Regions from separate parts of the Mus musculus genome. Here all the other regions are linked to region 2. Evidence: chromatin contacts called from public ChIA-PET, Hi-C and HiChIP or PLAC-seq data. All regions are on one chromosome and are shown on one strand. The core of a region is the stretch at or near the end of the contact, and the rest is flanking DNA. Distances in the headings are between cores, read along the strand shown.

Region 1 (5,301 bases), core at 1,172-3,671, 220 kb before region 2:
AATAAATCTTTAAAAAATATGAGTCTGGTCCTATTTTTCATTCTGTAGTTGTGATTAAAACAACAATAACAACAACAACAAACATACTGACCAAAAGCAACTGCGGGGAGAAAGGATTTATTTCAATTACAGTTCCAGGAAGTGAGGGAAGGAACTGTAGCTCAGGAAGGCAGCTGGTCACATTGTTTCCACAGTTAACACCAAGAGAAAGAAAGGAACCCATGCTGCCTCCTCTGTCTAGCCTTCCCCGAGCTTACACTGTTCAGGACTCCCTGCCTAGAGAAGAGTGCAGCCCACAGGACTGGCTACTTCCGCATCAATTAATGAGCAAGTCAATTTTCTACAGACATGGCCCCCGGGCCAATGAGATCTAGGCAGTCTGTCTGTTGAGACCCCTTCTCGGATGATTCTAACCTGTGTCGAAGTGACATTTAACACAAGCCAAAGCCTTGTATAGACAACAGAAGTTGCACAATTCTGTGGACAAAGTGGAAAGGCACCCCCTCCATGTTGGCCATTTTTGCACATCAGACTAAATTGCAGATTAAAGTTATTTAGCGGTTGGATGTGTAGCTTGGTGGGAGGAGATATGGCAGTTGTCAAGTGCCAGGCCCAGTGCCAAGAAAAAAATGTGTGTGCACACAACATGTACACATTTTCTTGTTATTCCATGAAGAATGAGGCATCACAGCTTGAAAAAAATTTTATTTTAAAGCTGGGTGTCATTGTGCATACCTTTAATCCCAGCCTAGGAGGCAGAGGCAGGTGACTCTTTATGAGTTCAAGGCCAGCTTAGTCTACCTAGTAAGTTCCAGGACAGCCAGGGCTATGTAGAGATCCTGTCTCAAACAACCAACCAACCAATAAATAAATACATCTTTTAGATTTACTAATATGTATGGGGATGTTTTGCTTGCATGTATGTATGTGCACCGCGTGTGTGTGCCTGCTGCTCTTGGAGGCTAGAAGAGAGAGTCAGATCCCCTGGAAATGTAGGTACAGATGATTGTGAGCCACTAGTGGCTTCTGCAAGAACTCCAAGGGCTCTTAACCACTGAGCCATCTCTCCATATCCCCAAACTTCTGTTTGCCTAACATGAACAACTAGGTGTTCTAAGTATTCTAGATGTGATCTAGCACTCTAAAATGACGTCAGGAGCCTACCTGGCACTGGCCCATCTTATTCATTCCCTTGGTGGGGGAGGAGCAACTAACATCAAAACGCATGCGCCCAGGCGGTGGCCTAGACAGGTGCTTCTCTCCTTAGGTTCAAGAGCCCTCTCTAAACCGGGAGAGGTGGCGCACGCCTTAATCTCAGCACTCGCACTCCGGAGGCAGAGGCAGGTGGATTTCTGAGTTCGAGGCGAGGCCAGCCTGGTCTACAAAGTGAGTGCCAGGGCTATTCAGAGAAACCCTGTCTCGAAAAACAAGCAAGCAAGCAAACAAGCAAACAAACAAACAAAAGAGCCCTCTAAAAAGTCCTCTTGCTAGGCGACCCGGGCTGTAGAACTCTCCAAAACCCATGGCAGGCGCAGTTCTCCCAGTGCCATCACTTAAGCGTCCTCGTGGAACGGGAAGCCATAGAACAACCCGAACCCAAACTTGGCGAATGTGGCCCAGGGTATCCTGCTTCCCTCCCTACTCACACGGAGAGGCCGCTCTTCCAGTGGGGTTTTCCTAGGACTATGACGCTCCCGCACAGACCGCCTGGCCACTCGATCAGTGTGTGGCAGTGACGTGGGAAACTCTCCGCAGGTGTACAGCCCTAGGTCTCGCGCCCTCCCCCGCCCCAACTGGGTCCCGCACAAGGAGGAGAACCCGCTCTCCCACGACTCCGCCACCCCGCACGACACTACTTCAATATTTACCCTCACCCCGGCACCAGTGCCCCAAAGAACAATTTGCGAAACAGCGGTCTCCATCCAAAACTGGGGAAATCGATGACCCAGTTTTGTCTCTAGCGCGTCACCCTAGAACCCGGCTCCACGTTCAGAGACTAGCAGTCGTGGGACCTGAGGCCACGTGGGTGCTCAGCATAGGGCTGCGGGGAGGTCGATACTAGCGGGAAGAGGGCAATGGACGCAGGTGGCATCGAGGTGGAGGGACAAGTCAGGACGCCCCGGTGGGAGCACGGGGACCTTAGCGAGCTGCGCGTCAGGCACCGGGCTCACGAGCTGCGCGTCCAGGTACAGAGGAAGCCAAGTCCGTGCCCAGGGATGGGGAGTGCCCGCGGGCTACCGAACCGCAGCGAGGATCTCGCTGTGTGCGCGGCGTGGGAGTCAGTGCGGCCGGAGCTCACCTAGACTCGGACGCGGGAAAACGGCTCGGCCTGTGCTAGGATGGAGAGCACGCTCGGACAGGATCCCAGCTCAGATCCCAGGGAAGGGTGGCGGGTCTAGAACCAACCCAGCCACACACAACAGGCTTCGGCGATTGGCCCGGCGCCGGGGGGCGGAGGGCCGACACCCGCCAATCCTGGGCCGCAGAACGGCCTCCCACTCACCCCGCCCCCCCACACCCCTTCCCCTCTCCACCCCCACTCTGGCTCCGCCAAGCTCGGCTGGACGCCGGGCCTCCACAGCGGGGTGTCTGCTTGCTCTGGGAGTTGTGCTCAAAAGCTCGAAAGGAGAAGTTCTGCCGTCTAACACGTGTTTGTCGTGAGGCACACGACACGGAGGGGCCCCAGGTCTGTGCCCAAAGGTCTGTACCTTGCGGCACAGCCTGGCTAAGTGTCAGGGAACCTCGTTTCCCAGGACCCGATCCTCTCGAGGACGTGGAGCTTCCTAGCTTGGCAGGCTCGAGTCACACATCACTATTCTGAACGGCAGGACCTGACGCTCAAAGAGCCCAGAGTTCTTCCAAGCAACTGGCCTGAGAGGCCTGGGTCAGTGGTGTCACTGGAAGGGCGCCCCCAATATCGATATCTGTAGGAGGTTAAAAATGGGCGTGACGTATGACGTGATGGTGCCTGCAATCCCAGCATTTGGACTCGAGAGAAGTGAATCTCAAGTTTGAGTGCGAGGCCAACCTGGGCTACATAAAGAGACCTGGAAGCGGGGAGGGGGGAGGTGTCTCTCTCCATCTCTCCGGCCCTGAGTTTAGCTTGGTGAAATATGGTGAGCTCCAACTTCTGATCTTCCTGCCACCTCAGACCTGGGACTGCAGATCTGGGTCACCATACACAGCCGAATGTAGCATTTGATTAGAAGGGCCACATCTTGTTCCAGTGAGAAATCTTCTGGGCTGGAAAGTGTACGCCCTAGGGCAAGAGCCAGGGTCTGAGAAACCTGCTGCCAAGCTGGAAGGAGAGCCTGTTTGTTAGGGAGCCAGTTACTATGCTGAGTTGTTTTGCTTCCCAGTGTATCTTATTTTGTCATACCAAGGGCAAGAACACTAACAGCAATTCCCAGGGATCCTTCTCTCAAGATCCCAAATGTCTGGCCAGGTCTTAGGAGATATGATAAACGTACATTAGTGGTGGAAGTGACTTAAAGCCACGGTTACGGTGCCCTTAAGAGAAGACGAGAATTTGAATGGAGAAACAACCCTATGAAGATGCAGGCAGGCATTGGAGTTACTGTAGACACACAAGCTGCCAGGACTGCTTGGCCCTGGCTGGCTGCCACCTCCAACAAAGAAGAGGAGGACTAAAGAAATGACACCCCACCCCCAGCCCCGGTCTCCAGCATCCTGGAAACACACACACACACACACACACACACACACACACACACACACACACGTTTGCAATTCTGTCCCATACAAGTATTTCCATTTTAAATCAAGTTTCTGAGAAGTTTCTTTTTTCTTTTCTTTTCTTTTCTTTTTTTTTTTTTTTTTTTTTTTTTGGGTTTTTGAGACAGGGTTTCTCTGTGTAGCCCTGGCTGTCCTGGAACTCACTCTGTAGACCAGGCTGGCCTCGAACTCAGAAATCTACCTGTCTCTGCCTCCCGAGTGCTGGGATTAAAGGCGTGCGCCACCATGCCCGGCTCTTCGTTTTATTTAAAATTGAAATTTTTGAACTCATTTCAGACAGCTTGAAAAATGGCAGGAAGAGTGTTTGGTTTCGAACCCAGGACAAGGGACTGAAGTGCCTATTTTACAAACCAAAGCAGACCTGGCTTCCAGGTTCTCCCAGCATCCCTCAGTCCCTACCTGGCCCGAAACCCTGAACTCTCCAGACCAGAGGATAGCTGCTCTTCCCTCAGAGGCTCCTCCATATACAATGCAGACATTTTGGTCTCCCTCTATCCCTCTTCTTCACCTTTCTCTCTCTGTGTGTACCGCTCCCTCCTTTCTTTCTCTCTCCCTCCCCTCCCTCCCTTTCCCCATGGTAACTTCCTTGGCTTTGGTCCTTGGGGTCAGTGAACTCACCTACCCGAGAGCAGCTTCACAATAAACCTGCCTTTACTATAATCTAATCAGATTTAATTCGGCTCATTTCATCGAAGAGATAACCTATCAAAGAGTAGAAAGAAGCATGCCTTTAATCCCAGCACTCGGGAGGCAGAGGCAGGTGGATCTCTGAGTTCGAGGCCAGCCTGGTCTACAAAGTGAGTTCCAGGACAGCCAGGGCTATACAGAGAAACCCTGTCTTGAAAAACCAAAAAAAAAAAAAATGCCATCTGAGACAGGTGAGACACGGTCCTAGTTTGCTCTCCATTGCTGTGATAAACGCCATGACCAAAGTGACTTGGGGAAGACTAGGTTTCTAATGCTTACTAACATGTTAACAGCCATTTTGGGGTGGGGGGAACTCAGGACAGAAACTCAGGTGGAGACAGGGAAAACTTCCCACAGGCCTGCCCACAGGCCAGTTTGATGGAGGTATTTTCTCATCTGGGCTTCCATCTCAGATGACTCTAGATTGTGTCAAAATTGATGAAAATCCTAGCCCTCCCAGTCAGCCTTTCCCCTCAATACTTGAGGAGTTCCTCAAACCAGGACTGCTTTCCATACACACAATGCACCCGTCAAGTCAGGAACTTAACCAGGTCACTGTGCTCCGGTGGCCTGCCATTACACAGAGTTTGCCAGCATCCCCAATGCTGCCCTCTGCCAAGTCCCTGGGGTTGTGCGCCCCCTCCCCCCCTTTTAAAAAAAATCTGGAAGAGTTCCAAGGTTACTCTGTCTCTGAAGAACAGGAACATTTTGGAAGTGCCCATGATGGTTTGCAGAATACCCACTGATTTTAATTAGTGTGCTTTTTCTTCCTCTTGGCCAGACACAGGGATGACACACTTCCGGAAGGCCATGAAAGAGATGCTGAGTGATGCCCACAGCCTCTATCAGGGCTTCTTT
Region 2 (5,911 bases), core at 288-2,787:
AGATCTTCTCCAGATTGCTAGAATCTAACCGTGTCTTGTCAATTATTTTTATTGCAACCTACAGATTTTAAAAAGAAAAAAAGGGGGGGAAAAACTTCAAGTAACCTCATTACTTCATTTGTACTTTTTTTTTGGACAAATGAATTTCTCAAACATTTGATGTCTTCAAGAGGTCACAAGAAGTTGGGGGAAAAAATTAAAAGAAGCCACTAACATTTTTTAAAGGGATAGAAGTTAAATTAAAGCCTCTGTATTTTTCAGCTAGCTTTATTACAAGGAGCTGCTCACTTCTGTTGTGTTCCCCCCTCTCTATTTCTCTCTCTCTCTCCCTCTCTCTCTCTCTCTCTCTCTCTCTCTCTCTCTCTCTCTCTCTCTCTCTCTCTCTCTCTCTCGGAAGGGGGCGGTTGCTGGTCATTATTATCTTTGCTCTTCCCTAGTAATTGTACAAATTATGTAGAAGCATAATACAAAGCTTTTTTCCCCCTTTACCAGACTAAACAATGTCATCGTTTACAATTGTGACAATCAACTCCACAGGACTGAATCAGCACAGGGGGCCACCCCCTGGCTGGATCCACCCCCTGGTTTAGTCCCCCCCCCACACACACACACAACACGCGCGCGCACCTGCGTTTTGGTGACTCGGTGCCGCGCCAGCTTAACCACTGCAAAATTGCCTTTGCCCAGGGTCCGTTCCACGTCGTAAAAGCCCACCCGGAGGGGCTTCTGCTGGCCCTGGCCAGTGCCTGAGGGGACCGCACTGAACTCCGACATGATCACCATGGCTTCGGGCCGCACCTGCGGGTCAGCGAGGAGTGCGCTCAGCACCGACCGACTCCGGCTCGGTCCCGATCCCATTCCCCGCCAAACCCGGCCACTGAAACTGTGTCCGCCAGGCCACCACGCGTGCGTCCTCAACCCTCTGTTCCTCCAGCCCCAGGCTCCTAGTGTGGCCCCGACCCAGGTTCGCAGCTCACACCCCCACTCGCTCATTCCTTGATACAGTATCTCCTCGGCTAAAGTCCCCACGCACACACTCCTCTATCCCGAACCCCCAGCCTGCGCCCCCACGCGCGCGCCCCCTCGATCCCAGGTTCCCTCAGTGCGAGCCCCCACGCACGCGCCCCCCGACCTCCGGTCCCGGCCGGGCGCGCGCGCCAGCAGTCCACCCGCAGTCGACCCCAAGCCAGCTCCTGGACACCCTACGGTCCCGGGTTTTCACCGCGCTCCCGTCCACCAGTGCCAACGCTCGGCTCCTCAGGACAGGCTCCACAACCGGGCGCTCGCAGACCCGCCTCCGGGCGCCGACCCGCAACAATAGGGAGCCCGCCGGGCTGGAGTCCTGCCCGCGACCCCAGGCGCGCACCTGCGGGTTTCGGAGACCCGAACCCGCGCCATTGCTCACCTCCGCCGCCCTCCGTGAGCCCGACCCGGGATGCCACCCGCTCGGCTGCTAGCTCTGCTCCGGTGCCCGCCGTTCGCGCCGCCGCCGCCAACGCTGCCGCCACCGCCCGGGCCTCGCCGCATGTCAGCGCCCCGCCGCCGCCGGCCGCACGCGGCAACGCCCCGCCCCGCCCCGGCCCCGCCCCGCACAAGCCCCGCCTCGCCCCGCCCCCCGCGGCAGGCACAGCCCATTGACGTCGTTTTGACGCCAGAGCGACGCGCGGCCCGGTGCCTGCCGAGGGGGAGCGGAGATCGGGCGGTTGCCAAGAGACTGGAGGCTCTGACGCGCGCGCTGGTGAGGCCGTCGCCATGGCGACCGCGGGCGGTGACGTCAGGGGCCCGGCTCAGCAACCGCCCGAGACTGCTGGCGCCCCCTGCCGGGCATGGGCGACACTGCTGTAGCCCACCCCCCCACCCCACCCCCGCCCCCGACTAGGAGACCGAGCCTGCTTTAGGACCACTTCCAGGGGCTTCATGGTGGGTACGGTGCCCTTTGGGTGCTCAGTGCTCGCTTCGGACTCAGCAGGGTGGAATAGAGCTGCGGGATTTTCGGCGTGGGACTCTGGGGCTGATGGCCCTAGACTGATCAGTCTGCTATGCTGGGCACTCGATGTGCCGCCAGCAGTGGCTGCCCCTTGACCCTCACTTCATCCCTGAGAGGGCCGGCCAGCTGCAAGAATGCCTGGCTCTAGGAAAGTGTTGGTTAGTTGAACGCCACTTACTTTTGTTATAGAAAGAGAGAGGGGGGGGGGGAGGAGAGAGGAGAGAGAGAAAACCTCTAAATATTCAGCAAGTTGGAAAGTTAAAGCAGGAAAACGCGACTCATTTTCCCAAAGCCTCCTGCTTCAAGGGCCGCCTGGTCCAGCAGTGGTGTCCTGGGACAGCTGAATAGGACGCGTGCTTTAGACACGGGCTGCAAAAGGACCCAGCCACTACTCAGGGCTGATAGGTGGGGCCCTTGGAGGACTGGGCACTTTGCCCATTTTCTTGCTGTCTGCCAATTGGCCCACCCTGTCTGTCCCCAAGCTGCTTCCAGACAACAGATAGGACACAGGGCGGCTGGGACCTTGGAACTGACCCTGAGAGTGCCTGCCGGAAGCAGGGCCCATTAAAGGGGAGACGGAGTGTGGAGAGAGTGGAAATGGCATGTGTGTGACTCCTTCTGTTTGTGTTCCCTCACACCTCATCAGAAAGTAAGATGTGTTCTTAAGGGCAGACGAGAAAGGGGACAGACGATTCTCCAAAGGCTAGGAAGGTGGCGGTTTGGAGCTAAACTTCTGTGTCTCTCTTCCTCGTGGCTTCCTGTGTGAGAGAAAAACTAGCACCGGGTGGATTGATTAATCACAATTGATTCAGAATTCATCAGAATTCATTCCTCAACGGAGGAAGACTTCCTGGGTAGAGGCGGGTGGTAGGCTGGCCTGAGATAGGGCTCGCAGGGGCCAGCCATGTACTACTGCTACTGTACATTACTCCCACAAGGATCGTACCAGTTGCAGCCCTGCCTTTCCCGGTCCGTGTGTTTTGAAGGACATTCAAGGACAGTAGCCATCTCAGGGCCCCTTAGTCTTCCAACATGCTCCCCCTGGTTTGTCCCAGGTTCATAAATCAAGGTTTGGGGCAGTTATTTAGTCTCTCCTATCTGAACAGCTTACTGCTGTTCCCCTCACCCCTGGGCGTCCTAACATCTCTCCCTGTTCCCAGGAGAGCTGCACAGAGGGTAGGAAACCCCTTGTTCTTACCTCATGGGCCCCCATCCTTTCCCAGCCTGTCCACCCACTGGCCTCGGTCTAGCCAGAGCCTTCCCAAAAGGTCTGAGGTGTTCTTCGCAAGCATGTCATCAGTGTGAGGTTCCAAAGGACAAATGGCTGAGGTGCCTATTAACCTGTCAGGGCTGACACTTGCGTTAGTATGTCTCAGCATCTAAAGTGCCTGGCTCCTCTCAGCCGCCTTATTCTTATGTAAGCTAACCATTTTGGCCATGGACTGACTCTCTTGGTTCTTCTTTGGTCTCTTTCTCTCTCTTCCCCTGCCCCCTCTCGGTCTTTGTCATCTTGGTCTTCTTTGTCTCCCTCTCTCTTCTTTATCCTCTTGCTCCCCATTTGTCTCTCTCCTCTCATGGTCCAGTCTATTGTTCTGACCATGTTCCATCTGGACCCTTCCAGAGGCCTCTGGTGGTTCTCTCCCTCATGACTACAATAAAAACAAAAACAAAAAAATTCCCCTCAACCATACCTCAGTCATGTCCTCAAGGCAACACAAAAAGCTTGGGGCCCAGACCTAGTGGAGGATGCTGTCCGGAGGCAAACCCGGATCCAGGCAAGTGTCTGGCCCCTCCTGAGCATCTGCTTCCAATAGCTGTCCTGTGCCAGCAGTGACCATATCTGTTCCTCCCAGATCCTAGAGGAGGAGCTTGCTGTGTCCATAGAGGCAGAGAGTGGGGCTGGTACCTGGCACTCTCTTGAAATCCTGTCTTCCCCAAGTGGTTCTGTGTCATTGATCCCTGGAAACTATTTCTTCCAGCACCTTGTTTTTTGTTGTGTTCTGTGGTAATGTTTTGGCACTTGAGGAGGAAGAGAGCACCAGGCATGCGCTGCTTTTGGAGACATGAGCAAATGACTCAGGGATTCCTCACCTAGATCAGGGGAGGGGCACTAGATTGTGCCAGTGAGGTGACTTGGTGACACAGTACTCTGACTGGCAAATGAGAACCACTCTGTTTCCCATCACACCTGTCCTGGGAGTGTGATGGTCCTGGAGGCTGGTTTTCTTGCTTGGACCATGAAGTTGGAAGTCCTATCTGCTGGGCCGGAGCTCTTCAGCTGTACATGACTATGCAGGCCATGCCACGGCCCTACCTTCCCGACCTAAATCGACACGCACAGAGCCTGGAGTTCTACACCAGCTCCGAGAAATGGGCCTGCTACCCTGAGCTGTGAGGACCTTGGTGTTCCTCTGAGGAGAAGGGTGGCTTCCTGTATCATTGAGAGTTGAACAAGACACCCTTCTTTCTTGGCCCACTCCACTTAGTACCAAAGGGCCCCTTCCCCTTCTGGCTGAGTCTCTCTTGGTTTCATGTTTTGCACAGCTTCTGCCTGGTGGCTCCTGAGGCAGTCAGGAAAAGTGGGCTGCCCCAGCCTGGTCACTTACCTTGTTCTATTTGGGTCCACCTTACTTCTGAACTGTGACAAGCTGCTGTGTGCTGAGGCAGAGTCACAGCCCAGGTTTAGAATGACAGCAGAAAGGAGGCCTAAGACTGAGGAATCCCCAGTCATGGGCCAGGAGCTTAGTGAGCAAGTCTACCCAAAGGCTGCCTAGCCTTGCCCTTGATAGCATCCCACCTACCCAGAGGCACCTGCCCTAGAATGCCGCTGTTGTTAGAGTATGCCTGGGCAGGGACATCCGCCTCCCAGGACAGTGACCAGATCAGCCAGCAGGAACCACTTATCAGAGCAACAAATCAACAAAACAAGCCAGGCCCCTAGGCTCCCAGCTGAGAGAAGTGGGAATTCTGGAGACATGGGACGGGACACAAATGGGAGGTGTCTGGGTTCTGGAGAGGTGGCCCAAGACAAAACAGATGGAGAAGCACCTGTGCACATACCAGTCGATATGTGTTTACCTATGGCCAGCTAGCCCTGGTTACAGAGCACCAGGCTTCCTGTTTGTAATGGGAAAAGTATTCGTTAATTAAGATTTCAGCTTTTGGGTCTTTTAAGTTTTATTTCTCTCTCTTTTTTTTTTACATTAGCACATAGAGTAATAGGCTTCACCATAAGAGTTTTATACACCAGCTTGTTTATTCTCTCTCCTCTCCTTCTCCCCTTCCCCCTTCCCTCCACATGGCTTTTTTCCTCTTTCAAATCTCAGTATTGGCTTACAGTCGTCTCCCCACCCCCAACCTTCCCAGAAGACACCACTTCCTCTCTCTAGTTTGAATACCTGTGTGTGTGTGTGTGTGTGTGTGTGTGTGTGTGTGTATTCACATATAGAAATTAAAATCTAGGCTGCATCCATGAGAGAATGTGTGGTATTTGGTATTTGTCTTTCTGGGCACGAACACCTAAGATAGCACTCAGTTCTATCCATTTTGCTGCAAATGTCATGGATTCATCTTCCTTTGCAGCCGAATGAAATCCCTTTGGGTGCATGGAGCACATTTTCCTGTTCATCCACCCAATGGTGGCTAGCCAGGCTGATTCCACGTTACCTGTCGTGAACAGTGTAGCTAGAAACATGGATATACAAAAAACATCTGCGTTATACTAGCTTGGGTTGGTAAGGCTGGGTCATAGCGTAGTTCTACATTTAGGGTTTTTGTTTCTTTTGGTTTTGGCTTGTTTGTTTGTTTGTTTGTTTGTTTGTTTTAGAACTCTCCTTTGCTGGTTAGTTTTTGCCAGCCAGCTGGGAAGAGAGAACCTTAACTGAGAAGGTACTTACATCAAATTACCTTTGGCATTTTCTTGAT
Region 3 (5,790 bases), core at 677-3,176, 250 kb after region 2:
GGCTGTTGCAGAGGCCTGCAAAGGCTAAAGGAAGCCCAAAGTCTCCTGCTGTAGACGCCAGCCCTTCACTGGAGCTGGAGGGGTCTGATGTGAGCCCCAACAGCTGGGGTGGCCTGACAAACCCAGTTGTGTCTGTAACAAACCCAGTTGACTCTTGAATTTGGAAACCTACCAGGGGTCACAGGCATCTCGTAACCCCTCAGGGATGCAGGTGGAAGGTCCTGGGGAGGAGACAACACAGCCCCATCACTAATGCTGTGCCCTGCACAGCATCTGAGGCTTCCTCCCTTCTCCCTCCACCTCCTCTGTTCAGCAGGTCCTTCCTCTCTCTGATGCATGAGTTAGACCCCCCAAACATCTCTCTCATGAGGTCTGTTCCACAGGCTGCTGGGCACAGGACCCTGGCAGGATGAAGGCAGGACATCCTCATGGACAGAGGACAGAATGAGACAGGACAGAAACTCTGAATGTCACTTACTTGGCTGTGCCCTGGATGGATGCCAGGGAAGGAATGAGGGAGTTCTTAGGCAAGGAGGTCTTGCACTTCAGAACTAAAACTAGGAATGCCGGGGAGGTCAGAGGACAATTTGTGGGAGTTGATTCTCTCCTTCCACCAAGTAGGTCACGGGGATTGAACTCGGGTCATCAGGCTTAGCTGCAAGCATCTTTATCCACAGAGGCACCCTCCTGGACTCATTTTATGAGTCAGTATCTCCCTATGTAGCCAATGCAGATCTCTAATTAATGATTCTCCTGCCTCAGCTTCATGAGTGCTGGGATTATAGGTGTGTGTTTGAATGACCAGAAAATTCTTTTTCTCCTTATTCCTCTTCCTCCTCCTAATGTTGTTGTTGTTGTTCTTCTTCTTCTTCTTCTTCCTCTTCCTCTTCCTCCTCTTCTTCCTCTCCTCCTCCTCCTCTTTCTTCCTTTAAGACATAGTCTCACTGTGTATCCCTAGCAAGCTTAGAACTCAATAAGTAGACGTGGCTGAACTTGAACCCACAAAGCTCTGCCTGCCTTTGCCTCCTATGTACTGGGATTAAAGATATGACTGGCAAATGCACGTGCCTGTTGAGGTGACTTGGACACTGCAGCAGTCACCTATGTGCCTGTTTCAGCAATGTCAGCCTTGTAGGAAGTGGGACACAGCCGACTGGCTTGTGGGGAGCAATAGTACTTTGAACAGGGGGTGGTAAATGGTAAGACTGAAGAGGGCATGAGGCTGAGACAAAGAATTTGAACTTGGCCAATCAAGTCTCAAGAGAGCCACCCCACAAACACACCTGAATCCCGTCCCATCTCAGGCTCTGCTTTGCAGTTGTGTCTCAGCAGATCTCAGCACATAATAACTTAAGACAAAGTCAACTCGTGTGACTGCCTTAGGGAGCAAATTGCATTCTGGGAAGTCAGATGAGTGACAGGCCACTGCCTTCCCAAAGTTATCACGGCCACTGTGCTGTGGTGTAATCAATACTGCCCACCCTCTGGAAGGTACAGCTTAAGCAGGAAGTGACTCTGGTCACTTCTGGTTGAATACCTCTTCAGCTTTTGTTCCTGGGACCCAACATAGAAATAACAACAGGATTTAAAGACTGACGGACCCAGGCAATGAGTAACTCCAGGAAGATCTGAAGCAATTTTTAGCCTGGGTGCAGAAAGGCAGCGAGTCCCAAGAAGAAAAGGTGCGTTCTGAGCCTGGGAAGAAAGCCAGCGCTGTGTCCATCAAGACGCAGGTGGTCCAGCCCCTGCTTGGTCCTCCCTCCTGCAGAAGTCAGGGACCCAGTGTGATCTACCTCCTCAGTGAACCTTGTCCCTGTGGAGAAGTGGGTACAACTGACTGCTGGGGCAGTCTCCCCCAACCCCAGCAACTAGACACAGAGAGTGAGGCCAGCTTTCCTACCTCAGCCTGGCTCCCTTCCTACAGCTGCCTGCATCCCTATCTGCTGTCCATGGACTAGTGGCTTCTGTGTGGCCAGGAAAGACTGACTTAGTGGTGGAGAGTCTCTGGATGGGTTACTATGGAAACAGACCCATGGTTTACAAGACCCTCTGTAGAATCCAAAATAAATTCAAGACCACCCAGCCCCTTCCCCCTTTCCAAACTAGTGGCCAAAAAGGCCAGACTAAGCCTGCAGCTGCCACAAAAAGATTAGCAGTTCCCAGAAATATTCCCCTACCCCACCCCACACTGAATTCTGAGAAAAACCACAAACCGCCCTGACCTTGTCACTAGAATTCCCCTTGACCATGACGTTAATAGCTGTGATGTTAATAGCTGTGACGTTAATAGCTGACCAATAAGTTCAAAATGTACTGCTGCTTTGCTGATAACCCACCATAAGGGCAGGCAGAGTGAGTCACTAGGCCAAAGGTAGTCACCCAGTGCAAACCAACCAATGCCTGAAAGGGTTACTTGCTACACCAATGAGAATAAGCCAGCTAGTCCTGTTGCCTAAATCTGCCCCTTACAAGGTATAAAAAGTGTGTTCTTTTTTAACTCAGAGTCTCTCCTCTTGTCTGCGTGCTTAGGAGGGTCCCCAACGTGTTGGATCAATTAAAAAAAAAAAAAAACCTCTTGCAGTTTGCAATGATGGCGATCTCTGTGGTCTTTGTGAGTGAGGGTCTTTTGGCAGACTCCAACAGCACAAGTCCCTCTTGAGAGCAGGGACCACATGTAGGGGTTCAGGACATCTAATAGGCTGTCCTGCCTAACAGGAGGGGAGGTCAGAGGCCCAGGCTACCTTTTCCTCTTCTCTCCTTCCTCTCTTTGGTCCTTTATCTTTTCTCTCATCTCCTTCCTCTTCCCTCTTCTCTTTTTCTCTTTTTTTTCTGAAACAGGTCTCACCCTGTAGGACAGACTAGGCTGGAATCCATGGTAATCCTGCCTCAGCTCCTGAGTCCAGAGGCCACCAGGGAACCTATCCCGGACTCTAGCTCCTGCGTGCTCCCACCTGCATGTCTCCACAGCCTTCCTGACTGGGCTCTACCTGGCCAGCCCTCTGTCCTCTGCTGCCTGGGCCTTTATGCCTGTTACCTCTGCAAACCTTGCCTCAGAGTTCCCTCTGTCCCTATCCCAGCTTGTCTCTGGATAACATCCTTTCACCTTTGGGTGTAGAGCAGCCTTGGCCTTTATCACAGCTGTGAGCCATGAGCAGGCTGGTTTCCTGTGACACACGACTGGGATGCAAGCACATGTGACTTTCTGAGACTGTGGCAGAACGGCTGTGCATCACCTAGACTTTATATATGGATTACACGTTGAAATGATAACTTTTTGGTATTTCACAATGTCTTTCCAGTGTCTCTTGGTGCCTGTCACTGGGCACTTGGCAGGAGTCAGATGTGTTTGCTCCAGGATAGCCCAATGAGGCCTTCTGTACTCACCTTCTACAAGAGGGGCTGTAGCTGTCATGTCACCATGCCTGCTGGTCAAAAGCCTGGTGGCAGCTGGTTTTGTGCCTGCAAGGTGTCCTGCCCAATCCCGAGGAGTCTCCAGTGAACTCAGGAAGACACAGCCGAGCTTCTGGACTTTCGAGGGTTCAGAGGACACAAGTCCAGTCACTTTCTCCCTGCAACTTTGAGGTTTTTGGTTTGTTTGTTTTTGAACCAGTTCTTCTGATGTAGCCTAGGCTAGCCTGAACTTGAGATCTTGCAGTCTTAGCCTCTCTAGTGTTAGAACCACAGACTCAGCTGCACTGGGCTTTTAAACTAAACTTTGGCTTGGCTCAGGTTTCATTTACAGAGACACAGTATGTAGTTCGGAATGGAGAACATAGCAAAATTCCCTCCAGTGCTCTGTCTACTTGCTATGCTATGCCCCCCTCTCCCCCATGGTTGCAACCTGAGACTATTGTGACCTCTCAGGTCCTAGGTAATACCCTCATCTTCAGAGAGGTCAGGTGACAGTTTGTCCTTGATCAGCTGCTGGGCATGTTGGGAATGGTGCTTTGTTGGGATCTGCTGTGTCCCCACAGTGCCTGCTTGGCTCTGTGCCCTACCTGGGTGAGGACAGGCTTCTGGGTGTGTGTACTTGGCGAACATGCTGGCCTTGTTACTCAGAGCTGCTCTGAACTGCTAGGGCTGCCTCTCCAGTTGCAGGGATTCACATCCTGATACTGTCAGCGTGTGTGTGTGTGTGTGTGTGTGTGTGTGTGTGTGTGTTACTTAGAGCTAAAATAAAGGTCTTTTCTAGGCTAGCTTCCTGAGAGAGCCAGGAGGCTAATAATGAAAAAGTCATGGTAAACAGCCCATCAGTGAGGCACTTGCCACAGAAAGGTCATAGCTCCCCTGCTCCCAGCAAAGCCGGACTACCCCAGGGCTGCCAGAGTCCACCAAGGGGCTATAATGTCCGTTAGACTTATGGAAAGGTCCTGTCTAGGTTTCACAGTCAGTGACTATTGTCGCCAAACATTGGAGGGCAAGGCAGGGATCTGGGTTTGAAGCCTGTTTGAATTATACAGGGAAATCCTGCCACAAACCAACCCCACTCACCAGAGAATGCGCTAAGACAAAGCAGGAACTACTTCCTGGCTGAAGAGAGCTGCACTGGGGCTGAAGGGGAAATGCTAGGTGGTCTGTGGTCTCCTGGAGTCACACTGGTCTCCTCCAGTCCATGTCACTCTAGAGAAGGCTCAGCAGAGAGTGGCAAAAAGTCTGCGGCTGCTCCGTGCTGAATGAGCAGATAGAGAAAAGGAAAGGACAGAAATCCTGAGTGGGGCACTTACTTGCAGAGGCCTTGTGCCAGGGAGCTCTGTCCACATTCAGTTCCTAAATCCAAGTCCTCAGATGACCCACAGAGGAGGCAAGCCTATGCAGGAGAACTGAGGCTCAGCTCTGGGCGCCACGCACTGCCTGTCTGAAGGTGTCCTGCAGAATCTCAGAGCTGCGTATAGATGCCCAACAGTTCCCTGGGCTAGGGGACAGAAGGACACATGAACTCTGAGCCACATTTAATTTTATTCACAGTGACAATGGCAACCATTCAAGAGCTGGCCTTTAGAGTGTCTTGTTAACTCTCCCTTGACCCAGTATGCCAAGCAAAACACAACTGAATCACTAAGATGTCAAAGGTTTAAAAAAATCTCGTTATCCGGGGAGCAAGTAATTGATTCAGGTGAGAGCACTTGGCACAATACTAGGATTTGTGGGTTCCTGGAACCTACACGGTGGAAGGAGATAACCAACTCCTGCAAGTTGTCCTCTGACCTCCGCATGGGCACTGTGACGTGTGTGCACCCCTCCCACATGAATTAAATACAAATATAAATTAAAAACTTTTTTTTTGCTCTGGCACGGTGGTACACCCTTTTAGTTCCAGTACTCGGGGTGCAAAGTGGTAGATCTCTGTGATTCTGAGACCAACCCAGAGTACAAAGCAAGTTCCAGACTAGCCAGGGCTACATAGTAAGTCCTTGCTTAAACGAACAAACAAAAGAACAGAATTTATTTATTTATTTGTTTGTTTATTTATTTATTTATTTATTTATTGGGTTTTTATTTTTTGAGACAGGGTTTGTCTGTATAGCCCTGGCTGTCCTGGAACTCACTCTCTAGACCAGGCTGACCTTGAACTCAGAAATCCACCTGCCTCTGCCTTCCAAATGCTGGGATTAAAGTCGTGAGCCACCACTGCCTGGATAGAACAAAATTTGTAATCCCAGCAGTGAGGAATTAGAAACAGGTGGACCCCTGGGACTCATAGCCAGGAAACCTAGACAAACTAAGAGAGAACTTCCGGGTCCCAGAAGGGCATCTAAATAAATGAATACATAAAATGAATCCAAGGCAGGG
Region 4 (5,326 bases), core at 2,435-4,934, 150 kb after region 2:
TTGGAATGGGTGTGTCACTGCGTGTGGGGGCTTAAGACCTTCATCCTAGCTGCCTGGAAGTCAGTATTCTGCTAAGCAGCCTTCAGATGGAGATGTAGAACTCTCAGGTCCTCCTGCACCCTGCCTGCCTGGATGCTACCATGTTCCTACTTTGATGATAATGTACTGAACCTCTGAACCTGTAAGCCAGCCCCAATTGAATGTTGCTTTTTTTATAAGACTTGCCTTGGTCATGGTGTCTGTTCACAGCAGTAAAACCCTAAGACAATAGTTGGTACCAGGGACTGGGGTATTGCTGTGATAGGCCTGACCATGCTTTTATTTGAAAGAATGTGGATTTGGGGACTTTGGATTTGGAAAGCAGTGGAATGCTTTAAATGGGGCTTAATGGGTCATCCTAATAGGAATATGGAAGACTTTGTTGCTGGGAGTAATCTGAATTGTGTTGACCTGACCCAAGAGATTTCAAAGGAGAAGAATTTCAGAATGTGGCATAAAGTCTGTTTTTGTGGTAGTTCGGTGAAGAATGTGGCTACTTTTTGCCCTTGACTGAAAAGTCTGCCTGAGGCTAAGGTAAAGCGACTCAGATTAATTGCACTGACAAAGGAAGTTTCAAAAAAGCTCAGCGGAGACTTTGTTCTCTGGTTAAGTCTTTTTTTGTTGTTTTTTTGTTTTTGTTTTTGAGACAGGGTTTCTCTGTGTAGCCCTGGCTGTCCTGGAACTCACTTTGTAGACCAGGCTGGCCTCGAACTCAAATTCGCCTGCCTCTGCCTCCCGAGCTCTGGGATTAAAGGCGTTCTGGTTAAGTCTTATGAAGAGAAGTTTGAACAAGCATAGCAAGCTTAGAAAGTTAAAATATAAAATATATGGTTCGAGTATTAAAGGAGTACCAGGAACTGAAATGGAGCAAAATCGGTGTTCTAGGAGATAACAGATTAAGGAAGTGGGATCTTGGAGCAAGATCCTACCCAGCTAAATTTAGATCCAGGCATGGTGTTATACACTTTTAATCCCAGGAGACAGGCATGCCAATCTACAGAGCAAGACCCAGGATAGCCAAGCTTAGGCAGAGAAGGATTTGGAAAACAGAAATCCAGTGACAATGTAATAGTACAAGGGGGTCATGTTCTAATTCCTGCAAGCAGCAGAACTCGGCAGCTTCAGCCATGTGGCTCTGGCTCTAGAATTAAGAATGGAAAGAACTACTGGGACAATTGATGCTGGTTAGCTGGAGCTAAGGAATTAGCAGTGATTAGGAAGAGACCAGCATCACTGAGGTGAAATCTTCTGGGAACTGTTTTCTGGAAGCACAAAGAAGCTGTGTTCCAGAGATAGCCAAGGTTGTACCTCATGCTGCAGCTGGACTTGGTAATGTGTAAGAATCACCCAGGTGGTACTGGTTTTGAAGGCATGAAGGTGTCATGAAGAACAGCTGAGGCTTGGCACTGTGAGAGGTCATGGAAGGCCATTGGAGAAGGTATAGCCTCAGCTGTAGTTGATGGGCCAGGACTAAAGGGGTTGTGCAAGGATTTGAGGCTTGGCACCATGAAGAGAGCCTATGATAGGCTATTGGTGAAGCCTAGTTGGAGTGGAACACCCCAGTGTATTGGAGATGTCAGTATCATGGGATGATCACCAAGAACAGCAGCTATAGTGGAGTGGATCAACCTGAGCTTAGAGTGCTACAGAGGGCAGAGCTGGAGAAGTGATGCCAGCCCTTAGGAGGAGTCCAAAAGATCAAGTGGAATCCCAGACACGGAAACAAGAAGCTGTAACATTGAAATTGCCTTGGAGACTCAAAGATGTTAAAGATGCCAGAGCCATGGGATACATGCTGAGGAAAGCTGCTAACGGAATGGAACCAGCCCAGGAGAAAGCAGTTTGTTGCAGTCAACAAAGATGAAAACGGAGTGGAGATCTGAAGACTGCTTTGACATCAGCCATGGAGATGCAGAGTTTGGACTTGGACTTTGCCCAGCTGGTTTCCTACCTTGCTTTGGGGATTACAGTTAATTAGTTGGATGAATCTCAGAAAAGACCTTGAACTGTGGACTTTTAACATGTTGAGACTGCTATAGACTATGAGAACTTTGAAAGTTGGACTAAATGCATTTTGCATTACGCTATGTTTAAGTATGGCCCCCATAGGCTCATGTTTTTGAACAAGTCTATGAGGGCCAGGGAGTAGAATGTTATGGTTTGTATATTCTTGGACCAGGGAGTGGCACCATTTGGAGGTGTGACCTGGTTGGAATAGGTGTGTCACTGTGGGTGTGGGCTTAAGACTCTCACCCTAGTTGCCTGGAAGTCAGTCTTCCACTAGTAGCCTTTGGATGAAGACATAGAACTCTCAGCTCTACCTGTGCCATGCTTGCCTGGATACTGCCATGCTCCCACCTTGATGATAATGGACGAACCTCTGAACCTGTAAGCCAGCCCCAATTAAATGTTGCTTTTTTTTATAAGACTTGCGTTGGTCATGGTGTCTGTTCACAGCAGTAAAACCCTAACTAAGACACTAAGACAGAAGTCATGGAAAAGGGTAGCTGATAGCTGAGTTTAACGTGCCCCACACCTGTAGGGAAGAGACCCCTGACAGGTGACATGGAATAGGACTCCTGGAAAGACCTGTTCCCAAGTGACCACTTGGTTCTCAGCTGAATGTTCTACCCCAGGTACGGACTGGGTTGCAATCCTGGCAAAGGGAACATCCTCTCCCTGAATGGCACCTAAGTGGCAGATACTGTGTTTCAATGAGATGGGTTTCAGAACAAACTGCATGTTGGTCAGATGAAAGTAGGAGGGAGGACAGGCTCTGCAGGGCCATTTCTAGTCACAAATGGTGAACTGCAGAAACACATCTCAGAGTTTCAGATCCACCTAGTCCTTCTCCATGAAGTTACTGTTTTCTTATCCTCCTCAGTGTTAGCACCTGGGTGGAAATCAGTGGAAGTACTGACCTGGTGGAGCCTCAGGGCCTTCACAGCCAAATTCCTGGAATCTACATGTCATGAAGAGACAGCCCACCTCTGTGATTGGATCATGTCTTTCTCGTTCTCTGGAAGACATATCTTTCAGCCATATGTGGATTGCTTTAAGACCCTTCTCGTGGAAGCTCTTATTGGCTAAAGACAACAAGTCTGGAATAGTCAGAGTGAGGGCTGCTATTTTTATTATCTGTTTGCTTTGAGACAGAATCTTGTATAGCCTATGCTGCCTTGAACTCTATATAACTGAGGGTGACCTTGAACTTCTGTTCTGATTCCCCACCTCTATATCCAGAGTGTGAAGTGCAGGCATGCGCCTCTATGCCTGATTTGTATGGTGACAGGGTAGGCCTCCTATGTGCTAAAAGCAGGTCTTCTACCAACTAGGCCAAAGCCTTAGTGTGTCCAATGAGTGTGTTGCTTCTCCCTCATGCTTTTCAACTGAGTATCACCTTTAAAAGGCTAAAAAATTTCACATGTCTAATATGAAGCAAGAGTTTTGGGTTGCCTGATTCCATCAAGGGTCAAATGGAAATACTAGTGTCACATGACAGCAGGGGAAGAAAAACTCAGGAAGTAACAAACACACTCTTGGGAAGTTCCTGAAACTCAGGAGAGCCTCTCCCCAAGGTTACATCAGCACTGGCAACTGCTGGAGGATCAGCCCGCTGCCTCCAGGTTGTCCAGGGAAGTGAAGACACACAGCTCCTGTGAGTCATCACCCATGCTGGCGTCAGAACTCAGGTATGCAGCTGCCTTTGACTCATCCATGTTTCAGTAAGCAACCCAAAACATTTAGGTTCACTAAGCTAATCAGCGCCCTGTCTGGGGGAGCAGACATTTGTTCACATCTCTCCAAAAAAAGTAACATAACAAAGCCCCTCACATTACATTTTGGCAAAGACTCTAGTTGTATTGTTCCAGTCCTGAGAGCTTGAGAGAGGCTGGATTCAAAATCAATGGAATTATTTGATGGAAGGAACCTGAAGGCATAGCACTCAGGCTGTAACAAGATTTCTGCCCACCATTATCTAGGACTATAGTTAAAGTGAGTGGCAAGTGGAATAGAAGGATGTGATCTGACTCAAACTCAAGGCAAAGAGACAGCTACCTGGGACAGTTGTAGACTTTTAAAATCTCAAAACCAACCCCTAGTGACACATTTCATCAGATGAGGCCACACCTCCTAATCCTTCCCAAACAGTTCCACTAACTAGGGTCACACATTCAAGCACAAGGGGCCATTCTCATTCAAACCACCATAACAACTGAACCATAAAGAAAGTTTTACAGTTAAAAACCAGCTGGGAGAAAGCTGGACCCATCTCTAGCCCTGAGGCACAACTCTGAAAGTGAGTATCCTTTGATGGTAAAGTGATAAGAGCAAAAGCCCCAGGAGAGAAGTGAATCACAGACATGCCAAAAATCTCAGCACAGCATAGCAAAGGCCCTATTTAAGTGGACTCAGACTACTGTCAACAGCAAAGGGACTTCAGTGGAGGAGATAGAAGCTGACTGTGTACAATCCTGGAAGGCTGCTGGGAAGGGAAGTCAATCTGATGGTTCTGCAGCAGGTCCACCATCACTACCACCAACATGTGCTTACTAAGACCCACAAGAATAGAGGCCAAAGAAGGGAAGCAAAGAAGCAGCCCTCACACAATGCTTGCTGGGAAGCTGAAGGAGAGATTAATTGGTCCATGAACACTTATAGAGACCACAGAAGAAAAGAAGGCAATGAATCAACACCCAGAGCCCACACAGACACCAGCACATCACTGTGGAAACAGCTTAGCAGGAAACAGAGAAGGATACAGACAGGTGATTCACAGAGAAGACTTAATGGGATGAGCATGCAAAAAACATGCCACCTCACTGGTATTCCAAGTCAGAGGAGGGACGCAGCTGGGTGAATGGCTGGCCAACTGACTGATGACACATATACTCTCCATAGGAATAAATAACAAAATGCTGACAGGGTGTAGGAGACAGTACAATAGCAGCATCTTACATCTGCATGGGTGCCACTTCTCAAAAATCCCACTTCTGGGGAAACTCCTACAGAAACTAACACACAGCTCCACAAGTAAATATTTACCAAATGTTCATTGTAGCAGTGTATATGTAGAGAAATTAAAAATATTCCAAATGTCCCCTCAAGCAGAGAAAGGTGATCTCAACATTAGGATTCTGCAATTTTTGAGACACGCCCCCCATCCCCCAAGAAACAGATAAGATCCACAGTCAAGTTTTAATGCTATTACAAAGAAAACTACATGTCACATTACAGCATGCATTGTTCATGCACATAGACATGTCAGCATAAAACACTAGTGCAG
Region 5 (5,660 bases), core at 400-2,899, 200 kb after region 2:
TCCTCTGTTCTTGGTTTTTAAGTCTTCATCAAGCACTTTGTTGACATCTCACTGCATATAGACCTCCCAAAAAATAAATCAGGGTACATAAAAGACACATGTGGACAGTTGGTCCCAACACCACTCACACTAGGCCAAGTTCTTTCTGTCCCTCCTAGCCCATTCACCTCCTTTGTGAGACGTTTGGCCTGTGCCTGTGAGAACTGCCGTGCAGTCAGGAGCACTTGTTCCCTTGGCTCCCCTCCAGCACACAGCTTCCTTCCTGCAGGCTTGAGTCCTTTTGTGGGGGTAGGGTTGTTCAGTATGGGGTTGGTCCTAGGGGCAAAACCTGGAGCTTCGCATATAAAATAAAGACCAGGATTTTTAGGAGACCAGTTTCAAGTATCTCCCCAGGCAGCAGTCACTGGTGTTCTCCCTGGTAATGGGGATTGAACCCAGAGCCTGGAGGGACTGAGCCACATCCATTCTTGAATGTCAAGACTGTGTCTTTGTCTTTGGATGTGTTTTGGCAGCACTAGACGAATGCCTCAGAGACGGAGTCATTGGCAGCAGAGAAAGAGACATCTGTGCAGCCTTGAAAGATTCAGGGTCACCTCTCCAGGTGGGAGCAGCTTTTGCTTTTAATAGAATGTGGGTTGACCTGGGATGGCTTGGCTAGAGAATTAGAGTCAGAGCTCATTAAGCCATAAGGCTTAAATTGTAAAGTCCTTTATAATCCCTTCTGTAATTAATGTCACCATTCTTAGAATGAGCTTGTTGGAGACACAGTTGAAAGGGTTTTAGGCTGGTGTGGTGTTGTTCACATGGATCCTCAGCACATAGGAGGGTCTCAAGTTCAAGAACAGCCTGGGTTACCTAGTACACTCCTATTTCAAAAAAACAAAAACAAAATGAAGCCAAGCATGGTGGTACACACACTCAATCCCAGCATTCGGGAGGCAGAGGTTGACAGGTCTCTGAGTTCAGACACGCCTGGGCTATGCAGAAAGATCCTATCAAAAATAATCAATGAACAGTTAAGTGGGTTTTGAAAGATCCCGAACCTCATTTTGTAAGCACTGTTGCCTGTTCTTCTGCATGTAACAGCACCAGCCTTTATGGGGGCCTTGGGGGGTGGGGTTGTTTTTAAGCAGATCTTGCTGTATATAGTCTAGGTGGAGTGGGGCTCACAGCGGTCCTTCTGCCCCTCCGAGTACTGGGAATACACCAGTGCACCACCATGCCAGGCTTCTAGTTTTGAGTTTTGGTTGGTTGGTTGGTTGGTTGGTTGGTTGGTTGGTTGGTTGGTTACCGGGTCTTTCCTTTATGTAGCCCTGGCTACTCAATAACTGCCATGTAAACCAGGCTGGCCTTGAACTCACAAAGATCCACCTACCTCTATTCCCCAACTGCTGGGATTAAAGGTCTGTGCCACTCCACACATGCGTACACAATTGTGCTTTGAAAACGTAAAGACAGTTATAGAGATTGAGACCCCAGGATGAGCATACAAGCAGGCTCCTCAGGCAGTTCTTCTCTGTGCATGAGAGCCCAGTTTGGAGAAGACTGCTCCCAACAGCAGCTAGAAGGTGACTCTCAGACAGGCCAGGCTGTCTCACCACTGCTTGGGTTTCCTGTCTCTTTGTGGTAGTTTGACTATAAGGCTGTTGCTGATCGACTCCTGGAAATAGCCAACTCAAAAAGCACCCCGCCTTTCAACAGGAAGCGACTCTGCAGACTAGTCAGAAAGTAAGTAGCAAGTGAGATCCTGTGGCCACACCAGCACTCTCCCACGTTTCTTTCCTTCTCTTAAAGATGTATTTACTGTTAGATGTGTCAGTGTGTGTCTGTGTATGTGTGCTCTTGCAGCGGCCCGAACAAAGTGGTGCTCTGGAACTAGAGTTACAGGCAGTTGTGAGGCATCCAGTGTGGGTACCAGGAACCAAACTCAGGTCCTCTGGAACTTCTGAGCCATCTTTCCAGCCCCCGCTGCCTTTTTCTTTATCTTTTATCACTTTATTCATAACCACATGGCAGTAACTGATCTGAGCTCGATCCTTTAATATTATGAATGCCTTTAGAAAGGAGGTAGGGACTCGACCCAATGAATAAAGAATGAAGGTTAGAGTTTAGATCCTCAGTACGAATGGAAGTGGCTGGCAGGTGTGGAGTCTCATGTCTAATCCCAGCACCCATGAAGTTCCAGGCATCAAGGCAGCTCACTTGGTTGGGAGGCAGAGATGGGACTCCTAGAGCAAGATAACTAGACTAGCCAAATTGATAAATTCTGAGTTCAAATGAGAGACCCAGGGGAGAGTGGCTGAGGAAGATACCTGGTATCAACCTCTGACTCTACATGCACGTGTGCTCACCTGCAAATGTGTGGACACACCAAAAATGGCTCTTAAAGAATTCCCCAGTAGATGGCATCCATAAGTTCTCGTGCTTTATAGCTGGACCTCCAAAGGCATGCCAGGGGCTTCAGTGTGGGTACTAGGGCTGACCTGCCTGCCCCAGCGACCCATCCCAGCCCTATGTACATCCCTCATAGCCTCAGCTTTGGTTATTTGGTCTGATGCATAAAGAGAACCCTAGTGGGCAAACCTCCCCTGAACATAGCAGAGCGTTAAGTTGTCTGCCTTCAGAAACAAGCGAGACAGACATGGGATCTCTTGGTATTGTGTGCCACTGTGTCCTATGCAGAGCTGGTGGAATGGAAAGCACCTTTGTCCTAGGCTTCTTCCTTCCTGACTCACCGCATCCCTAGGTGGGGCTGTCCCCTAGCCTCCCTGTGGAGGAGAGAGTGAGCACTGAGTATCCGGATTCCCGTTTTATGTTCAAAACCTGAGCTGTGAACTCTGAACTTCCATGTGCTTTTTTGTTTTTTGTTTTTTTACAGGTTCCAGGACCTCTGTGAAGGTAAGAAGAGTTGTTCTCACCCAGTACACACCCCACCAAGGGCAGCCCGGCCAAATCCAAGACTTCGGGTCATAGGGAAATTAATCCGTGGGTGGCCACCCTCATTGCGTTCACCTAAGCAAGTACCCTGGGAAATGCCTCCATGCAAGACCCTTTGCACATACTTTCCATCCATCCGGTGCCTGCAGTGTGTGGGTAACACCCATGTGGTATTTATTTGAAATTTTATTGGTGCTTTCTACAGTTAAGGTTTTAATGGGGAAGGAAAGGCAGAGAGGTGACTCCATGGTCAAGAGCACTGGCCGCTCTTCTAGAGGACCAGGTTCAGTTCTAGAACCCACATGGTAGCTCACAACTGTCTAAACCTCCAGATCTAGGAGATCTAGTCAGTGCCCACATCTGGCCTCTGTGGACCCCATGATACACAACATAGAGGCCGGCAAAACTGGGCTAGGAAGATTAAAATCCTTTGTCAAAAAGAAAATCCAGGTGTCTCATTTTCCTTTAGGACGCATGGTTAAAGCTTGGTTAAACCTGAGCGGACCAGTGAGCCAGCTCTCTTGATCCTTGTGCCCTGACTAGATGGCTCCCAGAGCAGTAGGAATGTAAAGCAGTCTAGATGGAGAATGCCACCAGTCACTGTCCAGTGTGTGTTCTGGGTTGGGACAGTGGCAGGTAGTGCAGGTGATGGAGCTAAGTCAGGCTCAGCAGTCTTAGCTGGGTGGCTCAGGGCGGGGCCCAGATGCAGGCCTTGGAAGCTGACCCGTGCCCCTTTGGAACCTACAGGCAATGGTGCTCCACTCAGTTCTGCTGAGGACAACGGTCAGAGAAGGCACAAGAGGAAAAGAAAGAAGCTTTTAGAGAGTGAGAAAGGTGAGCTGCACAGTCTCGGAGCTGAAGGAGGTCGCCTTGCTCACACGGGACTGACAGAGAGGAGGTTTGTTCCTTGAGATAGAGCCGTCTCACATAGCCCAGGTTTCCCTGGAACTCATGAGCGAGCGCTGGGGTGCGATGACAGCAGCCCCGCACCACAGATCCTCTGGGTTCTGTCATTTCCTCTGCAGACACTGGTCTCCTGGTTCTCTGGGTTACCGGTGCCTGCCGCCACAGTTAGCTTTCTGTGTGGGTTCCATAGATCCAAACTCGAGTCCTCCTCCTCTGACGGCAAGCACTTTACCTACTAAGCCATCTGCCCAGCCCACCATAGCAGCTCTGTGGTGAGACCCTGTCTCTAGAGGAGTGTGCTGTGATGCTGTGCACCTGTATTCCTGTCACTCGAGAGGAGGGCATCTGGGTCAGGGTTTCTACAGCAGCCTTGGCTGTACGGCAGACTTTAGACCAGTCTGAGCTACCTGAGACCCCAAAACAAAAAAATCCTGGCTGCTGGTGTTCACCAGCAGGGCTTTGCATCATTGGTCTGTATTTTTGTAGGAGACACGGTCTCTCCTGCTGCTGAAGAGGACAGCGGAGGCCACATTCACAAGAAGAAAAGGAAAAAGAGGAAGAGGAGTCACTTCCAGCCTGACACTCAGAACCTGGACGCTGTTGCCGTGCCCAAAGTACCGGATTCGGAGAGTGAGCCTGACACTGCCCAGAGGCAGGCCCCGTGTGGGCAAGCGTGTGTGACTGAGCCTACAGCAGAGGCTGTGTCCAGCATCGGGGAGAACAGCTCCAAGCCTACACCCGTCATGCCCATACACAATAAAAGAAAACGGCCGAGAAAGAAGAAACTGAGGGCCCACAAAGAGATCTGCAAATCCACCACTTTACCTCAGGAGGACATGTCAAAGAATGACGCTGTCAGTGGGCATTCTCAGAGCTCTGCTGCCCACATTTCTTCCTCAGAAGGTGTCCAAGCCCAGAAAAGGAAACGGAAACTGGGAGCTCTCCCTGACAGCAGTAGTGACCTACCTGTACAGAAGTCAGGGACCCCAACAAGCCCAGTGGAGGGGAAGGATGGCCAGACCACCCTGCCCCGGTGTAAGAGGTCACAAAAGAAGACAGCATCCAGCACCCTTGACCCCTGTGATCCGTCCAGTCAAAAACCAGCAATCTCAAAAAAGAAGAAGAAAACTATGAAGCTGATGTCAAACGGTGTGTTGGAGTCCAACCCTGGGCAGATCCAAGCTCTGGTAAGATGGGAAGGGCCCAGAGCTCGGGGGCTGGGCTTGAGCAGCTGTGCTCAGGGAACTCGGCTGTCTACTAGGGATAGGGCAGAGGCACACCTCAGCGAAGCAAGGGTCAGGATACACTGCTTTATGACTGCTCTCACCAACAAGCAATGACAGGTTCCAATCTCAATGGCCAAGTGCGGCTGCTCCGTCCAGTGCCCTTACTCCCCCTCATCCCCACCTGTGGTCCCTTTGCACGGGAAAGGATAGACATGGAGCTAAGAAACGGTCAGAGTCAGGCCCGCGAAGTTGCTCCACTTCCCATCCAACCTCTGTGTGTGGCAAGGGGCTCTTAAAACGTTTGGGTTAAGGAAAGGATTTCCTTTCTCTATGGACTTTTAGAGCTGTAAAGAACCCAAGCTCTTGCCTTGTGCCCTGTCCAGGAAGCGTACTGCTTCTTCCAGACTGCACTTGTAGCAAACACACCACACCGTGTGCTCATTGCTGTGCCCCACCAAGCCACCGAGATGGTGACTCTCTGGCTTTACAGGGAGACATCTGACCTTGTTCAGCACCAGTCCCTACACACACTGCTTGGCAGTGCCTGTGACCTGAAACCATCCCTGACAGGTGAGTTCACAGACAGTCAGG

The links. Hi-C and Micro-C count contacts between places; a contact is called where the count stands out from the background. ChIA-PET counts read pairs in DNA pulled down with a chosen protein or histone mark. HiChIP or PLAC-seq counts read pairs in DNA pulled down with a chosen protein or histone mark.
Region 1: a contact with region 2 is called in a Hi-C map of liver, with 2.2 times the contacts expected there. The contact joins the promoter of Cbs here to the promoter of Sik1 in region 2. A contact is called at or near these places in 1 of 484 Hi-C or Micro-C datasets (liver), 5 of 115 datasets of contacts at active chromatin or transcription factors (bone marrow-derived macrophages, embryonic stem cells, forebrain and 2 more) and 3 of 9 other capture datasets (adipose tissue, liver and pancreatic islet).
Region 3: a contact with region 2 is called in a FOXA1 HiChIP or PLAC-seq map of pancreatic cancer cells. The contact joins the enhancer-like site here to the promoter of Sik1 in region 2. A contact is called at or near these places in 1 of 39 promoter capture datasets (cranial neural crest), 3 of 484 Hi-C or Micro-C datasets (differentiating embryonic stem cells and liver) and 2 of 115 datasets of contacts at active chromatin or transcription factors (embryonic stem cells and pancreatic cancer cells).
Region 4: a contact with region 2 is called in an HNF4G HiChIP or PLAC-seq map of pancreatic cancer cells. The contact joins the enhancer-like site here to the promoter of Sik1 in region 2. A contact is called at or near these places in 8 of 39 promoter capture datasets (the C10 cell line, the SN4741 cell line, cranial neural crest and 5 more), 3 of 15 datasets of contacts at CTCF or cohesin (CD8 T cells, the NIH/3T3 cell line and large pre-B cells), 32 of 484 Hi-C or Micro-C datasets (B cells, the G1E-ER4 cell line, bone marrow-derived macrophages and 18 more), 25 of 115 datasets of contacts at active chromatin or transcription factors (the HPC-7 cell line, the SCID.adh cell line, astrocytes and 19 more) and 1 of 9 other capture datasets (adipose tissue).
Region 5: an RNA polymerase II ChIA-PET map of memory CD8 T cells shows a contact between it and region 2, with 137 read pairs. The contact joins the enhancer-like site here to the promoter of Sik1 in region 2. A contact is called at or near these places in 1 of 15 datasets of contacts at CTCF or cohesin (CD8 T cells), 1 of 484 Hi-C or Micro-C datasets (bone marrow-derived macrophages), 13 of 115 datasets of contacts at active chromatin or transcription factors (CD8 T cells, bone marrow-derived macrophages, effector CD8 T cells and 6 more) and 4 of 9 other capture datasets (adipose tissue, embryonic stem cells, liver and 1 more).

The regions. Positions count from the first base shown.
Region 1 is chr17:31,634,784-31,640,084 of GRCm38.p6, forward strand. It overlaps Cbs (cystathionine beta-synthase), which reads right to left and starts at 2,422. Exons shown (of 17, transcript NM_144855.3): 1 at 2,300-2,422.
Region 2 is chr17:31,854,267-31,860,177 of GRCm38.p6, forward strand. It overlaps Sik1 (salt inducible kinase 1), which reads right to left and starts at 1,538. Exons shown (of 14, transcript NM_010831.3): 1 at 1,406-1,538; 2 at 628-798; 3 at 1-58. The coding sequence starts at 783.
Region 3 is chr17:32,106,610-32,112,399 of GRCm38.p6, forward strand. It overlaps Gm30729 (a long non-coding RNA gene), which reads right to left. Exons shown (of 3, transcript XR_385541.3): 2 at 4,492-4,669; 3 at 3,522-3,575. Among named protein-coding and RNA genes, the nearest start is that of Gm30729, 3.5 kb to the right of the region's middle. Within about 2 kb of position 1,927, at least 40 of the 459 cell types and tissues checked have an H3K27ac peak or open chromatin away from gene starts, as enhancers often do. A contact at or near this core is called in pancreatic cancer cells, where this site is marked.
Region 4 is chr17:31,999,762-32,005,087 of GRCm38.p6, forward strand. All of the region lies in intron 6 of Hsf2bp (heat shock transcription factor 2 binding protein), which reads right to left. Among named protein-coding and RNA genes, the nearest start is that of Hsf2bp, 32 kb to the right of the region's middle. Within about 2 kb of position 3,685, at least 21 of the 459 cell types and tissues checked have an H3K27ac peak or open chromatin away from gene starts, as enhancers often do. A contact at or near this core is called in embryonic fibroblasts, pancreatic cancer cells and trophoblast stem cells, where this site is marked.
Region 5 is chr17:32,052,227-32,057,886 of GRCm38.p6, forward strand. It overlaps Rrp1b (ribosomal RNA processing 1 homolog B (S. cerevisiae)), which reads left to right. Exons shown (of 16, transcript NM_028244.2): 9 at 513-601; 10 at 1,631-1,728; 11 at 2,879-2,898; 12 at 3,685-3,771; 13 at 4,330-5,030. Among named protein-coding and RNA genes, the nearest start is that of Rrp1b, 19 kb to the left of the region's middle. Within about 2 kb of position 1,650, at least 55 of the 459 cell types and tissues checked have an H3K27ac peak or open chromatin away from gene starts, as enhancers often do. A contact at or near this core is called in CD8 T cells, effector CD8 T cells, memory CD8 T cells and 1 more, where this site is marked.